Linked DNA regions of Mus musculus: all the other regions are linked to region 5. The links are chromatin contacts, called in public Hi-C and promoter capture Hi-C maps. All regions are on one chromosome and are shown on one strand. Each heading gives the region's core, a stretch centred on a gene start, on an enhancer-like site or on the middle of the called end of the contact. The rest is flanking DNA. Distances are from core to core; before and after follow the strand shown. Region 1 holds the start of Tmtc4 (transmembrane and tetratricopeptide repeat containing 4). Region 2 holds the start of Ubac2 (ubiquitin associated domain containing 2). Region 3 holds the start of Gpc5 (glypican 5). Region 4 holds the start of Stk24 (serine/threonine kinase 24). Region 5 holds the start of Tgds (TDP-glucose 4,6-dehydratase).

Region 1 (2,700 bases), core at 160-2,659, 4.9 Mb before region 5:
AACAATCAGTCAGTTGGTGGAGGAGGCATATAAAGGTAGAGGCACTTATAAATCAGGACCTTGACCATTCATTAGATGCCAGGACTAAAGCCGACTTTGGTTTGTGATACTCTGGCTGTCACAGACCACCAGAAGGAAGGCAGAGAAAGCATGACGGATGTCTTACTATTTGAGATGTGGTGGCATATACAAGGGGAGAAGCTAAGTGGGGAACTAGATAAATAGGTTTGAACTCCGAGAAAGCAAGGAAAAGAAGTGTAAATCTGAAATGTATTGATTGGAGTGTTGGCAGCAGATTAAATCATACAGGGAAATTTGTGGAGTAGGAGAAAAGGATGAGGCTTTTAAAACTCTTAGCGATCATTCAGGGCAGGCAAGCCAGTCAAATAGACTTGGGGGTGGGGTGGGGGAGGGGGACAGGAGAGAGAAAAGGCAATAGGCATAAAGAAGAGGGCATTTTAAGGAGGAGGAAATTGTGAGATGAGGTAGCATTGGGAAGCAAAATGTCCTCTGGCCTTAGTAAGGGCAGAAGACAGCAGAGGTGACTGGCAAATGCAGTTTCCCTGAATGAAAGCCAAATGAATGAAGTTGGAAACAGCTGTGGTTGGGGGTGGAGGTGGGGGTGGGGGAGGGGAGAAGCACTCTGCTTCAGCGATGAAGGGCAGCGAAAGGCAGGGTGACACATAGAGCAGAGGAAAGCTTGGAAGTCACTTGGTGCTGAGGATGCGGACTCCACTCCAAAGAGGGAGACAGATCAGAGACTGATGCTTTGAGGAGGGTCGGAGGTCATTGAGGTTTGAGGTCTGTAAGTCTGGTAGTGGAAAGTACAAAGGTTTTTTCTCTTGAAGGTGGCAGCACAAATAAGTACTAGGAGTGGAAACTGAGTGGGTGACCTTCCCATCAGGAGGGAGGTGTAGCACCTAGTGGTCGTGACTGTATGGCACTGCTCCAAAGGAGGCGCAGTCCTGAGGTTGCACGGCCTTAGGAGGAGGAAGTCACTTCCCGTTTCAAAGGGAGAAAGTGGGGACATTTCTTCAACAACTTCAGACAGAAAGAAGCGTGGAGTTGAGATTTTCTGCAGGGATTCCACAGCCCTCGGCGGAACGTGCGAGACAAGCCAGGAATAGGCTTAGAACGCACGGATCCGCAGGGAACAGCGGCCAGGCCCGGGAACCGCCGCTGCTGCTTCGCGTCCCAGCTGCGCTTTCTCTTCCCAGCAAAGCCTGTCTGCCCCTGCGCCTCCTTCGTGGCGAGCGCTCTGTTCCGACGTCACTCCGACACGGACCAATAAGCGGAAGAGGAGAGCGTGAGTGATGGAAAGGGCAACCGATGGTCCCGCGGCGGGAGGCGGGACTAGACGGGAGCGGGCAGCCGCGAGTGGGAAGCGGCGCGGCGGGGGGCGGGACGCGGCGGGGTGGGAGTGGGAGGGCAGCCCCTCCCCTGGCGGCGGCGGGCTGGGGAGCCGCCGGAGTTTAAGCACGCGGGAGGGGAGATGAGATCGCGGCTCGTGCTCCTTGCAGGTAAAGCGCGGGGCGGCCCGCTGAGGGCCGAGCGCAGCTGCAGGGCGCTCGGAGTTGGGCGCGGGCTCCCGGGCTCTCAGCTGAGCCGCCAGCCCTGCGCTGGGGCCCGGGGGCGGCGCCCGAGCTCTGCACCTCTACTAGAGTTAGCTCCGACACTCGAGCTGCCTCCCGCGGACGCCGCCCCGGGCGGTCTGCGCCTGGGTAGAAGCCGCACCCCGGACAAAGAGCGCGCGGTAAGGGTGCGCGCCCCGAGCTCAAGCTCCGGCACTGCCCTGCTACGGCCGAGGTCGCCGAGCCAGACCCTTGCCTGCTACTGTCTGACCCAGCCGTGCAACAGCTTTGTAACCCGGGAGTCCACCGGGTGCAGCGGCCACCTGGCCGCGGGGTCCCCGCGCCTGGTCGCCAGCTGGCCAAGGCACGGGCGACGGCTGGACACAGCCGGGTAGCTTGGCCGCCCGCCCAGGGTTACACGGAGAGCCACCCAGCAGAGCCAGGAGTGCCAGTTACTCTACGCTCAACTGTGGAGCAAAGCTGGTACCACTGGCCTGGGAGCCTGGAACGGCTGCCAGGAGTTGGGGGAGCCAAGCAGGTGGTGTAGCAACCGCCTCACCTCCTGCGAACTCCACGGGGAGTCTGGGTTGTTGATGTTGTGACTGTGGGCTGTTTGTGTTTTCTTTCTTTTTATAACTACACACAAAAGAAAGGAGGAGTTAGAGGACAGATATCTCCACTGAATCATCCACACTTTGCTCTCTCCCCGTGAACAGATGGATGGGGAGAATTATAGTAAGGATTGACTGGAACCATTTTTGCCCCTTGTACCTGCATCCCCCGAAAGCTGTGCACTATAGGTGGAACTGGGGCAAAGTGAGGTATGCTCGCCCACCTGGGTGGGAAAATGGTTACATGCTAGCAAAGTGGAAACTTTCTGAGGCAGAAATTCTGAATGTGAAACCTCAGATGGGCAGCCACTTCTTGAATTAGGAAGATGGGTCACAACAGGATTCACCTTACTCTGCTTTTGGCCCATCACTACAGAGGATGGCTGGCTCCTTTGCCTCTAGCACAATGTGTGCTAGCTCTCTCTGCATCGTGCCAGATACGGGTGGTCAGAAACTATCACATTATTTAATCTGATTTCTAGAGGCAAGGTTGCCCTCCATCCTGAAGGGCAACTGGC
Region 2 (2,700 bases), core at 10-2,509, 3.7 Mb before region 5:
GGCCAATACGTCAACGTTTCCATAACTTAAATTAGGTACTAAATATGGAGATCATAAACAACATTAAACCTACTTCAAAGCCTGAGATTACGGTGAGAGGTGAGGACGACTTTAAATTATGTCGCTGGCTCTGACAGTCAGCTCTCAGACTATGTAACAGGAGTGTTCTTTGAAAGGCTCATGACGTTCACAACAGAATGTACCATCTGGAGATGCCAGGCACTTCTGTGCTCTAGCAACATTAACTTCACACGCAGAGATGGGAAATACCGACAGAGAAAGAAACTGCGAACTGCGGCTTGTTCAAACAGTTTGCTGTTAGTGTATCAATGCCTAATCTCAACACTGTTTAGTTAAGAGTCCACTCTCTAAAGTCAACTCAACATAATGTCGTGGGGGGGGGGGGTGCCTGGAGGTTGAATAAACTTCTCCGCCCTCTACCTGCTGACCACCGCAGACACTCCTGGAGAGTGCAGCGGCATCCAGAAGCAAAGCTTGCATTCTCTTGCCAAGTGACTTCCTAACTTCACTGAAAAGCGCTCACTTTTTCAGCTCGCAAAAACTCTTCAAGGACAACGGGTAAGATGTACGTGGAAGTTAATATTGAGGGGGCAGATTCTGGAGCGGAGGATGAAATTCACACGTTCCAGGAATCAGGTGGGTCCCAAAGAAGCCTGTATGAATGAAGGGGGAGAGGGAACCGAGCAGGGTTCCAGCGTCGCCCCCACGGGAACATCTTCCAGCCCCGCACTCGAGTCGCCAAGTGCGTGCGTGGGCCCGGGCCACGAGATGAGCGGGGCACCCGGCTGGACCCTAACTGCCCAGCCCACCTGCAGCAGGGCAGGAGCTGCTGCGCACCTTGTGGGAGACGCCGGGAGCGGAATGGACGTGGCACCCCCTCGGCCCTCGGGGCTATGGTGGGTGCGGCGCCCGCTGCCCCCTAAGAGCAAGAACTGACAAGGCTCGGGCGCGGGAGGCAAGGGGCCCCCAGCCTCCTGCAACCCCGAGTCCCCCGCTGCCCCGAGCCGGGTCCGGGAAGAGCTCGGAATGGAGCGAAGGGCGGCCCAAGGATGAGGGAACCGGTACTCACAAAGCCCACTGGAGCCGGTGCTGGTGAACATGGTCCCGCCGGGCCCGGAGCCCCCGCGGGGCGTCAGGGGGAGGGGAGGCAGAGGTGGAGAGCCCCCAGCGACCGCGCAGGCGCACTGTCAACCAGCGAGCGAAGTCGGCCCGGCGAGGCGCTCCGGAGCCGCCAGGAAGAAGGCGCATGCGCAGCCCGTGGGGCGTGCACACTCGGCCAGAGCCCGCCCCTTCCTTCCCAGAGAGGAAGTGCGTAGGTGCGGGCGAGCCGGATGGTAGCTGCTTCCGGTAGTTCGGGGCGGGTTTGGCGCATGCCAGAATTCCCAGTACAGAACCTTACGGCGTGAAGCGCCGTGAGCGAGCCGGTTCTTCCGCCACAGAACACCAGGCCTTTCTCGAGACCTCTGACCTTTCACTGGGCGAGACGGCCGCGAGTCCCACGCATGCTCAGTACTTCCGTGTGGGCCTTGGCGCTCAGTGAACAGTCTGCTTCCGGTGACCCACCAAGCACCTGGGGTTGCTGGGGTGAGGGTGGACAAGACGGCTAGTAGAAGAAAAAGTTTTAAAAATACACTTAGCTTTCTGTTCCGGGCAGTGGTGGCGCACGCCTTTAATCCCAGCACTTGGGAGGTTGAGTTCGAGGCCAGCCAGGTCTTAGAGAGTGAGTTCCAGGACAGCCAGGGCTTGGGGGGGGGGGGGGGGACTGTATGTTCATCCAGTTGAGTTATTTCGCAGGAAAATTATTTCCTTATGATCTTCGCAGAAGCTGATTCCCACAAAATCTGTAGCCCACTTAAGACTGGTTCTCAAACTATGGGGTCCCTGGGAGCACTGAAGGGTGTTCAGAAGACCCGGCCGATTTTTGTAGTAATGCTAAAACGTGTATTTTTCCTTTCCCGTTCTTTTTCATCCATGAGTAGTAAGGTTTTCCAATTAACCAGCGCCTGATAAACCAACTGGAACTGCAGGACGACCAAGTGCGTGTTAAGGCAGATCCCCAGTTGCAAGTAATCTAGAAGCCACCATTTAAACTTTGACATTTTATGGAGGGAAAAATGCCATTTAATCTAAGTGCTTGCTTTTCTAATTCCAGACCTACTCTGGGTGAGCTTTTCTTCATATACTTCATCCAAAACATCACAACAAACTAAAAAGAGAGAAGTGCGCAGGGAATCCCCACAGGGTATTGAGCCAGGCATTAAAAGCATTCTTCCTTAAAATGGTTTGCCTAGGAAAGTACCCGGTGTCAAAACTGAATGGTTGAATTTGGACATTTTTGCCTGATTCATCTAAGAAATGGCCCTATAGTGGTTAAATACATAGAAACGAGGGGGATAGTGTAGATTTAAGGAAAGCTTCAAAGTCACATTATGTCTCTTAAATTACTGTTTTGAAATTTAATCCTGTCTACTTAAGTCCTATATATTATAGATAGTAACCACTTATGGTAAACTAATATAAACTATAAAAGGTTATTATCTAATCAGGGTTAGAGAGGAAGAAATGAAGTAAATTCCTCATTCCGTTGAACATTAGTATGTTTGGAAGATCTGAAATCTGAAAAGATAGAAAGCTGTGAGATGAACAGTAGTCAGAAGTTTTGTAGCAGTTGCACATACT
Region 3 (2,700 bases), core at 88-2,587, 3.0 Mb after region 5:
AAGAATTTGAGTGTAGGCTAGAGCACAGGAGATGAATGCAGGCAAAGGGGTCTTATAGTACGCATGGTCTCTAGCTGCCATATTAATTGTATAGACTGTGAGTTTCCTGGTGCCCCCAAACGCAGAGCTTGATTGCCTGTTGCCCTATCGCTTTGCAAGCTCGAAACTACTTTGTGGGGCTGGGACACACTAAGAGACTCGGATTTCTGTAGGAAGGCTTGGTGCCAAGGTGCAGAGGGGCAACTAAAGGTCGTCTCTGAGTGAACTGGGTCGAGCGCTCATTAAAAACAGCATTGGCACCTTGGTCAGCACAAGGATATAAGAAGGTTTGTTAGTTTACCATCAAACTTGCGGCAACCAACACAATCCCTCTGAGGTTGTGAGAGTAAAACCAGGACCCCTGGTGATGTTTCCTGTGGGAACAAATAGATCCTGGAGCAGTAACAAACCACCCTTGATTAGTTCTTCAAGCACCTCCCTGGAGAGCAAGAGGGCACCGGCATGAAAAAAAATGCTTCAGAGCTCCAAGGAACCCCAGATACAGTTAAGGAGCCCACCTTGAAGCTGCCCTACTCTCGTGAGCACACCAAGCATTCCCACAGGCCTCACCCCGGTTCACCTACTGGGGCCGGAGAACCCGAAAGGTCGTCGTCTCACCAAGGACCATCTCTGAATGGATGGATGCCCCAGAGACCGTGGTCGCAAGCCCAAGAGGTCCCCGGCTGGAGCCCCGCACAGTGCGGAGCCAACCAGCGGCTCTTACCTGCCCGCGGCGCCTCCGGCAGCCCTTTGACAGCTCCCCCAAGCCGCCACTGGAAAAGTTTCCGAACTTCTTCGCAGCTCTCCACGCCCTCGCTTCGGGTAGATCCAAGGAGAGCCAGGAGAAGGAGACAGCGCCAGCCCAGACGCCAGGTGCGGGCATCCATCCTCGGTGTTCGGGTCGCGCCCTCCCCGCTGTGGTCCTCACTCTCCAGAGCACCCAGCATCGGCAGCGCGGGAGGAAGATGCGTGGCGGAATCTGGCAAGGGTTCGATGCGCAGGCGGCCACGGGAAGACCGCGAAGGGACCGCGGCTTCACCTGCAAGAGCTCCGCTTTCTCCCCTGAAGCCCTGAGGCTGAGACGCTGCACTTCTCATGCTTAGCATCGCCCGGGTCCCTCCCGGACCAGGGCGGGTGGGCGCTGCGCAAGCCGAACACGAGCCGGGGAGAAGCGAGACACGGCAAGCATCCGGCACTGGCCGGTATCGCTGCAGCCGCCTAAGGCTCAGCTCGCAGCCACTAACCTAGGCTGTGCCAGCCTGCGGAGCTCCAGAGCCCGGTTCGCCAACCCCGCGAACAGGCCACGCCCCTAGCCACACCCCCAGCAGTCCGCCGGCTCCGCCCAAGCCCAGATCCTGCGGAGCACAGCAAGCGCCGGGCTTGCGACCTCACAGAAGAGTCAAATTAATGGAAGGAAACTAGCCTTCTTCCTCCGGGTTGATTTCGGAAAGCATTCAACCGCTGAAACGAAAGTATGTATAAAGAGGATCAGAGAAGGCAGGAGATAAGAAACATGAGTTGGAAATAAGATGAAACATTTCTCTACAAATCAAGGTCCTCTATGCATAGGAATCTGTATCCAAATTTCATGAACTGGACCTTGGCAAGTGCGAATGGCAAAAGCAGGGTTTTGAGCGACCTAGTAGCACTTACGTTTCAAATTCTTTATGCTTTTATTTTTTTTAATGTTAAGCGTTTTATGCTTTTAGTGCTAGGAGGATTTTTCTGTAACATGATTCTTCTGAAAGAATTTAGAGCTCAGAGTCTCAATGGGAAGTTATCACATTCTTTATATCTCGCTGAAGTTCAGTTTATTCTAACATCATAGTTCACGTTGGTCTTATACCTTTCTGAGCTTTGACACCTTTGACAATTTGTTTTTAATATTTCTCAGAGAGTAACTAAGACAAAAGTGCTCGAGGGAGCTTCTCCCCAGGAAAATAGGAGAAACGAAAATACTGGGCAATTACAAGCTGAAAAGGAAAGTTTGTCAAGTTAGGCATGAGAAACCAGGAAGCAAAAGGCAGCCTGCAGTTAAGCCTAAATGAGTGACATGATCCGGGTCATAGCCACCTGAAGAGAGTACTTCTCAGCACCAAGAAGCTCTTTAACAGCATTAGCAGAAGGGACTCTAAATATCTTAACCACTTTAAGAGAATTTCATCTTAAGCTGCACCCTTGCCAAGACTCGAGATGAATAATTTCCAGTCTTAGCTAAGTGTCCTGGGGTTTTCTAATGGCCATTTGATATCAAAGGCAGCACTTTCAGAAAGAGATCTTGCCATGGCTGGGATGCTGTTTCAGAGTGAAATATTACCCACTTGGCTTTTGACATCATTCCCCGAATACTACAAATTATTTTCTTAGAAGTTTTCTTAGTAAGCAAGAATAGAAATCATTAGACACTTTAAATTCTAGGCCTTCAAGCAAGGTTTTACATATGTATCCTAGAAAAATAAAGGAACATTCATGACTCTTCAGCTCTGATGCACCATCAAGAAAGGCTTCTTGGAGGTCAGCTATATCCATAGGAATAAACAAGAGCAGCCACGCTCATCTATAAAATCCTTAAGTGCTAAGCAGTATTCCAAGTGCTGTATGGATTTCCCTTCATTCGGTCGTTACAATCACCCTATACACTTGTTATCACCAGTACTATTT
Region 4 (2,700 bases), core at 186-2,685, 3.2 Mb before region 5:
ATCAGACATTTCCAAGGCTGAAAGTCGCTGCCTCTTGGTAGAGACTCCTGTATTTCTGGTCATTCTTTCATGTTATTCTAGGTAGAATTTGAGGTTGAATAATATATGCCTTTTCAAGATTCATGGTCTTGATCATTTTCCCTTGTATTCATTAAGTACTCCATTTTTTTTTCTTTTCTTTTTAGGTTTCTTCTGCTTAGGGAACACATAAACTCTTGGTTATATGGGTTCATACTTTTAATGTTTTCAGTTTACTCTTTAGAAGTGGCAACGCATCTCAGTCAGGTGACCAGGAGTAATCATGCAAGCCTTCTAATACATCTTAGCATCCTGGAGGTCTCCTAGGCTAGGTTTCCAAAGGGTATTCGGCTTACTTTAACTTCTGATGCAGGACCCAGAGGGAGCCTGTGTTCTTGGAATACAAGGACACCTCAGAGAATAATCTCTTCTCTACCTTAGTCGAGGATTTATGCGTCCTCTATTTCTGAACTCTTGGGGACTCATTTTGTATGGTTAACCTTGCACAGCTGTGGGGCAAAGCGGGCACTCCTGAATGAGGCCTCAGGGTCCCTATGGCGAGAGACACAGCGATTCTGACTCTTAGACCACTTCCTATTTGCCACTTGTAAATAAAGTACTTCCTGGAACCGCATGGATTCACTCCATCCTTCCTTGTTTGCTGCAGAAGCGGCAGCTTAGGAGGAGGGCAGAGCTGGTGCCCAGAGAGGGCCTACGGCCTTAGGAGCAGTGAAGCGAGGGGAGGGCTGGGTAAGAGTCGGGACGCGGTTTCCTTCTATTGTCTTCCCTTCCTCCAGCACCCCTCCGCACCCCACTTTTCCCTTCTTGTGCGCAGCGCAGAGATGGCGGGGCCCAGCCCTTCCTCTGTCCAGCTAAGTTTCCACAGCCGGCGGCCCAGGCGAGGCTGAGTTCAGTACCCAAGGCAGTGCACACAAACCGCCCTCTCTACCCTTGGGGTTTCTTCCTTGATCTGGCTGGAAACTTCGTACAGTGAGGACGCTCCGGCCGGGGCTTTTGGAATAGGCCCCAGGCTAGGCCCCTCTGGGGACACCCCGAGTGCAGACTCTGGCCTCTGGAGGGCCAGGGCGGGTGGAGAGGGAAGGGTAGGAGTGGGCGGTGCTCTTCGCTCCCCCAAACTCAGCTCTCTTCCGCGCGCGAGGCCCACCCCGCGGTTCCGAAGGACCCCGGCGCACAGCACCCGAGAGCGCCCGCCTGCCCGCCGGGCCCCGGGGACCCCGCCTGCGCGCCCGCAGGGAGGCGCGACTGCGGCCTAGGGCGCCCGGCGGCTCCTCCCCTCCCCCTCCCCCTCCCGGAAGCGCGGGGCGGGGTCCCCGGCCGGGCCGCGGGGGCGGGCGCGGGGGCCGGGCCGGGGCGGGGCGCGGCGGACTGTGCGCGCCCACTCGGCTCCAGGCGGCCAGCGCTCGCGGGCCCAGGCCGCCCGGCTCGACCTGAGCACCGCGGCGGCGCAGCGACGGGATCCCTGGAGAAGCAGCCGCAGTCTCGAGACGTCCCCCGCGCCCCCCACTGCCCGCCCCAGGCTCAGTGTATGGGGCCGCGGCCCGCCAACCTTCGTTGAGACCGTCCCCGGGGTGCGGTGGCCTCGGGCTCCAGAGCCCGCCCCGCCACCCGAGGGCTGCGCGCGGCCCCGGGCCTGCTCGCCGCGCGGCTCCGCGCGTCCCGGGCCAGGAAGTGGCGGCGCCGAGCGCCATGGCCCACTCCCCGGTGCAGTCGGGCCTGCCGGGCATGCAGGTAGGTTGGGGTGGCCCGGTCGGGCTGCGGCCAGGGCGGAAGCGGGCAACTTGGCGGTGTCAACACGCCCCCCCTCCCCCCAACCAGCCGGGCCCGCTTCTCCGGGATCTTCGCCGACTCGGGCGGCGGGGATCTCGGGTGTATGCACGTGGAGGGGCTTTGGGGTCTGCGGCCTGGGGCCGAGGTGGGGTGCAGGAGCTTTGCGCTCCCCAAGTCCGACGCGCAGGCCGAGCGCCCATCCCGGGCAGGAGTCTGAACTAGTGTCCTTGGAGGCCCCGCTTTGGTGCCTGGGCCCTATGTGGGCCTGGGACAGGGATAGCGGCACTCTGGGGTCCGTCCTCAGTTAGCAAAAGTCCCTCCCCAGACCCCTCAAGCGGGAGACCCGAGCGCAGGGCGGGAGCGCGCCCCGGCTGGTCACAGTCCGGGCGGGCCGCAGGGCGGGGTGCAGGAAGATGTAACCTCGCATCGGAGCCTGTAGTTCTGGTGCGGAAAGTGCGAGGTTGCAAACTCGGGAGGCGGAACCCACACCTCCGCGAGCGCCCTGGTGTGCAGAGCCCAGGTTCATCCCTCGGGTGCCAGGACTCCGCTGCTGGACTTTCACTTTGAGACCGGTTGGCATCCAGAGGAACTGTGTGCTAGCGGGCTTCTTGGTGCACACTTTGTATCTTCTTAGCCTGCCAGTGACTTTTTCTTCGGAGGGGAAGGGGGCGGTGAGGGGACGGAGTTGAATTTCAAGTTTATATGGATGCACGAACTTTTTTTTTGCTATTGAGGATGGTTTTCTGCACTTTGAAAAACAATCACTTGTCTGTTCAAACTTGTAAAGTTTGTGAGCGTATATAATAAATACAGACATAATGATTGCGATTAAGATAGCAAGACCAGTCAAAGTTTTGCTTTCCCAAGGAAGTGAACGGAAGAGTTTTGCTTAAA
Region 5 (2,700 bases), core at 55-2,554:
AATAAAACCCTACTAAGTTTAAGTTGTTGAAAGCTTTAATTGTGTAAATGGTAAACCAAGAACGTGGGTGAGGTTGATTCTAAAGGAAAAGCAGAGCATGGGCTTTGATTACTGTAGGCACTTTCCCTTTGTCTCGTGTGTGTGTGTGTGTGTGTGTGTGTGTGTGTGTGTGTGTGTGCTTGAGACAGGGTTTCTCTGTGTAACCTGGCTGTCCCGAAACTCACTCTGTAGACCAGGCTGTCCTTGAACTCAGAGATCCATCTGCTTCTGCCTCCCAGGTGCTGGCACTAGAGGTGTGTGCTATCACCTGCTGGCTTCATGTCTTTCTTCTTGATCAGTAATGTTATTCTCTTTCACTGAAGACAGGCTTTTTTTTTTTTTTTTTGATGCCTCGGTACATAAAAAATTAATATGACTTCTAATCACTCCCACTTGGTAGAGCCTCCGAATTCATAGAAAGCAGCAGACTATAATATAAACAGCAGTGAGCAATCATATGATAAGCCCACTTGTTGATGAGTGTGTGATAGATCTGGTCCCAGAGAAATGAATGGCCTTACCTCCATGGAGCAGAGACAGTGAGAAATTACATCAGTGGCCAATTTGTTGATGAATGATAAGAAGAAAACAAAAAAAAAAAAATGGTTCTGCATGGTTAGAGTCAAGGAATGACTCTAATAGGAAGATGGCACTCAAACTGAGAACTGAAGGAGGTAAACACTAGTCAGACATCCGAGGAAAGGGCAGGTAGACCAGGGAAGAACACCTGGTAATATAAATAAGAGCAAGAAGGACCAGGATTGGGGCACAGTGAGCAGACAAGAGAAGAGAGTAAAACCTTCCAGGGAACTCTGCAAAACTTACTTATCATGATTGCAAGCGGCCTTCGCCTTTTGTGACAGTATTTACAACAGTGAAACATAATTTTGCAATGCAACTTTCCATTTCCATACTGCATACATTCTAGAGGATTCTGCTCAGCTGGGTGTTAGTCTATGAGCATAGCTGAAGTTCAAAAATGAAGGCATCGATTCATAACTCCGAATTTCTAAGCACCTATAGTAGTAATCCATGCTGGTGACACTTGCTTAGAAAATATTCCAGACCCTAGTACCAATGACCCTAATTTCTCCTAGCTGGTGACTATGGGCTAGAGAGTGCGCGCCTGCGCAGTGCCACTGCCGGCTCCGCCCCTCTTTTGGGGTCTGGGAGAACCCGGAAGCCTCTGCGACTTCCTTTGAACGTGTCGGGGGCGGGGCATGTCGTAAAGCGTCGTGAAGCTGCTTCCCTCGGTTCTTCAGACGCCGCGCTTTACGGCGCTGGCTCTGCAGAGCTGAAGATGTCCGCTGCGAGCCGGGAGGAGCGTTCTGGTCCTCCCGGCAGCTTCGCGAAGCGGGTCCTGGTGACCGGGGGTGCTGGTTTCATGTAGGTAACGGTGCTGGTGGCTGAGAAGTTTCTCCCCACAAATCCTAACCTTGCCCTGCGGTTCTCCTTGTCTTTTGCACTTCGGGTCCACGACTTTGCAGATCCGTTATGGGGAGGGTCCCAATGCACAGCCCGGATGTCCATCCGGTTTCCCTCACTTTCTGGCCAGCCAAGACGAGGTTGCTTCGAAAATGCGACTTCTTTAACACCTTCCCCACAAAAAGGGGAACTCAGGAGTGCCTTGCTGCTGTCCCACCCCCTACCTGCCCGGGGGTGTTTACCACCTGTCACTTTTCTGAGAAGCACACATCAGTTTCATTCCCTTTTCTTCCCGCTCTCTGACAAAGCTCCGGCCAGCAGATGAAGGCCTTTCCAAAAGCTCGCCTCTACACGATGTGAGGATCGATCGTAATGGGACTCTTTGTCTTGTCTTCTCTTTTTTAGAAACTGTTTACAAATCCTTTGTTATTCCCAACCTGTTTGAGGCTCACACCCACCTACCGTGAAACTGTCCTTTCTATTTGTGTCAAAGCTTATTCTTAATTTGACTTCTGTTCCCTGCCTCCTTTTCCTTAGAACACTGCTACTATCCCTCTCCTGTTGATCTCGCGCGTTTTCTTTACACTTTGTAGAGTGTGTTCCTAAGTGAGATAGATGCAGCTGCATAGAGTTTTACAGTCATGGTTTCTGTGAGACTTGTAATGAAAGTCCAGGGTCTTTATCCGATCTAGAAGACTCGGGTGCTCGAGCCCTGCTTCCCAACCTAGTCTCTTGCTTTTCTGTACTCGCCCACAACCCTCTCAGGCTTCTCGGAGCACAGGAGGTTAGTGCTGCTTCCCGACTTGAGGCAGTTGCATAGGCTGTTAATTTACCCGCATATCACCTTCAGAGTGCTTATGGGAACACCTTAGGCCACCCATCCACTCAGCACTACCTGAAATTACATTGAGTACTTGTGTTTACTTGTTTATGGCCTTGCCCTTCTTCTAGAGTATAAACTGTGTGAGAGTAGACTGATGTTCATTAAGCTCCCACAGAAAGAAAGGTCAGGGCCATATCGTGAAGGTCTTCTGTAAGAGTTGAGTGGATGGATGCGTGAGCGATCCACAGGAAGTTCTGTCCTTGTAGTGTCTCCTGCATGGGGAGGGGTCAGAGAGTCTTGGTTACTGCCCAAGAACATGCAGTGGGCCTTTTAAATCCACAGACACTTTGCTGAGAGTAGGTAGCAGGAAGCTGAGATTCACTTAATTAACAGACGTGTACGTGGGGAAATGC

The links. Promoter capture Hi-C pulls out the DNA fragments that hold promoters and counts their contacts. Hi-C and Micro-C count contacts between places; a contact is called where the count stands out from the background.
Region 1: a promoter capture Hi-C map of pre-B cells shows a contact between it and region 5, with 5 times the contacts expected there. The contact joins the promoter of Tmtc4 here to the promoter of Tgds in region 5. A contact is called at or near these places in 2 of 39 promoter capture datasets (liver and pre-B cells).
Region 2: a contact with region 5 is called in a Hi-C map of muscle stem cells, with 5 times the contacts expected there. The contact joins the promoter of Ubac2 here to the promoter of Tgds in region 5. A contact is called at or near these places in 2 of 39 promoter capture datasets (liver and pre-B cells) and 1 of 484 Hi-C or Micro-C datasets (muscle stem cells).
Region 3: a promoter capture Hi-C map of pre-B cells shows a contact between it and region 5. The contact joins the promoter of Gpc5 here to the promoter of Tgds in region 5. A contact is called at or near these places in 2 of 39 promoter capture datasets (cranial neural crest and pre-B cells).
Region 4: a contact with region 5 is called in a promoter capture Hi-C map of pre-B cells. The contact joins the promoter of Stk24 here to the promoter of Tgds in region 5. A contact is called at or near these places in 2 of 39 promoter capture datasets (liver and pre-B cells).

Annotation. Positions count from the first base shown.
Region 1 is chr14:122,981,992-122,984,691 of GRCm38.p6, reverse strand. It overlaps Tmtc4 (transmembrane and tetratricopeptide repeat containing 4), which reads left to right and starts at 1,409. Exons shown (of 18, transcript NM_028651.3): 1 at 1,409-1,520.
Region 2 is chr14:121,877,165-121,879,864 of GRCm38.p6, reverse strand. It overlaps Ubac2 (ubiquitin associated domain containing 2), which reads right to left and starts at 1,259. Exons shown (of 9, transcript NM_026861.2): 1 at 1,091-1,259. The coding sequence starts at 1,121. It overlaps 1810041H14Rik (RIKEN cDNA 1810041H14 gene), which reads left to right and starts at 457. Exons shown (of 2, transcript NR_130999.1): 1 at 457-657.
Region 3 is chr14:115,090,852-115,093,551 of GRCm38.p6, reverse strand. Gpc5 (glypican 5) reads right to left here and starts at 1,337. Exons shown (of 8, transcript NM_175500.4): 1 at 764-1,337. The coding sequence starts at 926.
Region 4 is chr14:121,377,965-121,380,664 of GRCm38.p6, reverse strand. It overlaps Stk24 (serine/threonine kinase 24), which reads left to right and starts at 1,435. Exons shown (of 11, transcript NM_145465.2): 1 at 1,435-1,767. The coding sequence starts at 1,726.
Region 5 is chr14:118,131,369-118,134,068 of GRCm38.p6, reverse strand. It overlaps Tgds (TDP-glucose 4,6-dehydratase), which reads left to right and starts at 1,304. Exons shown (of 12, transcript NM_029578.3): 1 at 1,304-1,425. The coding sequence starts at 1,340.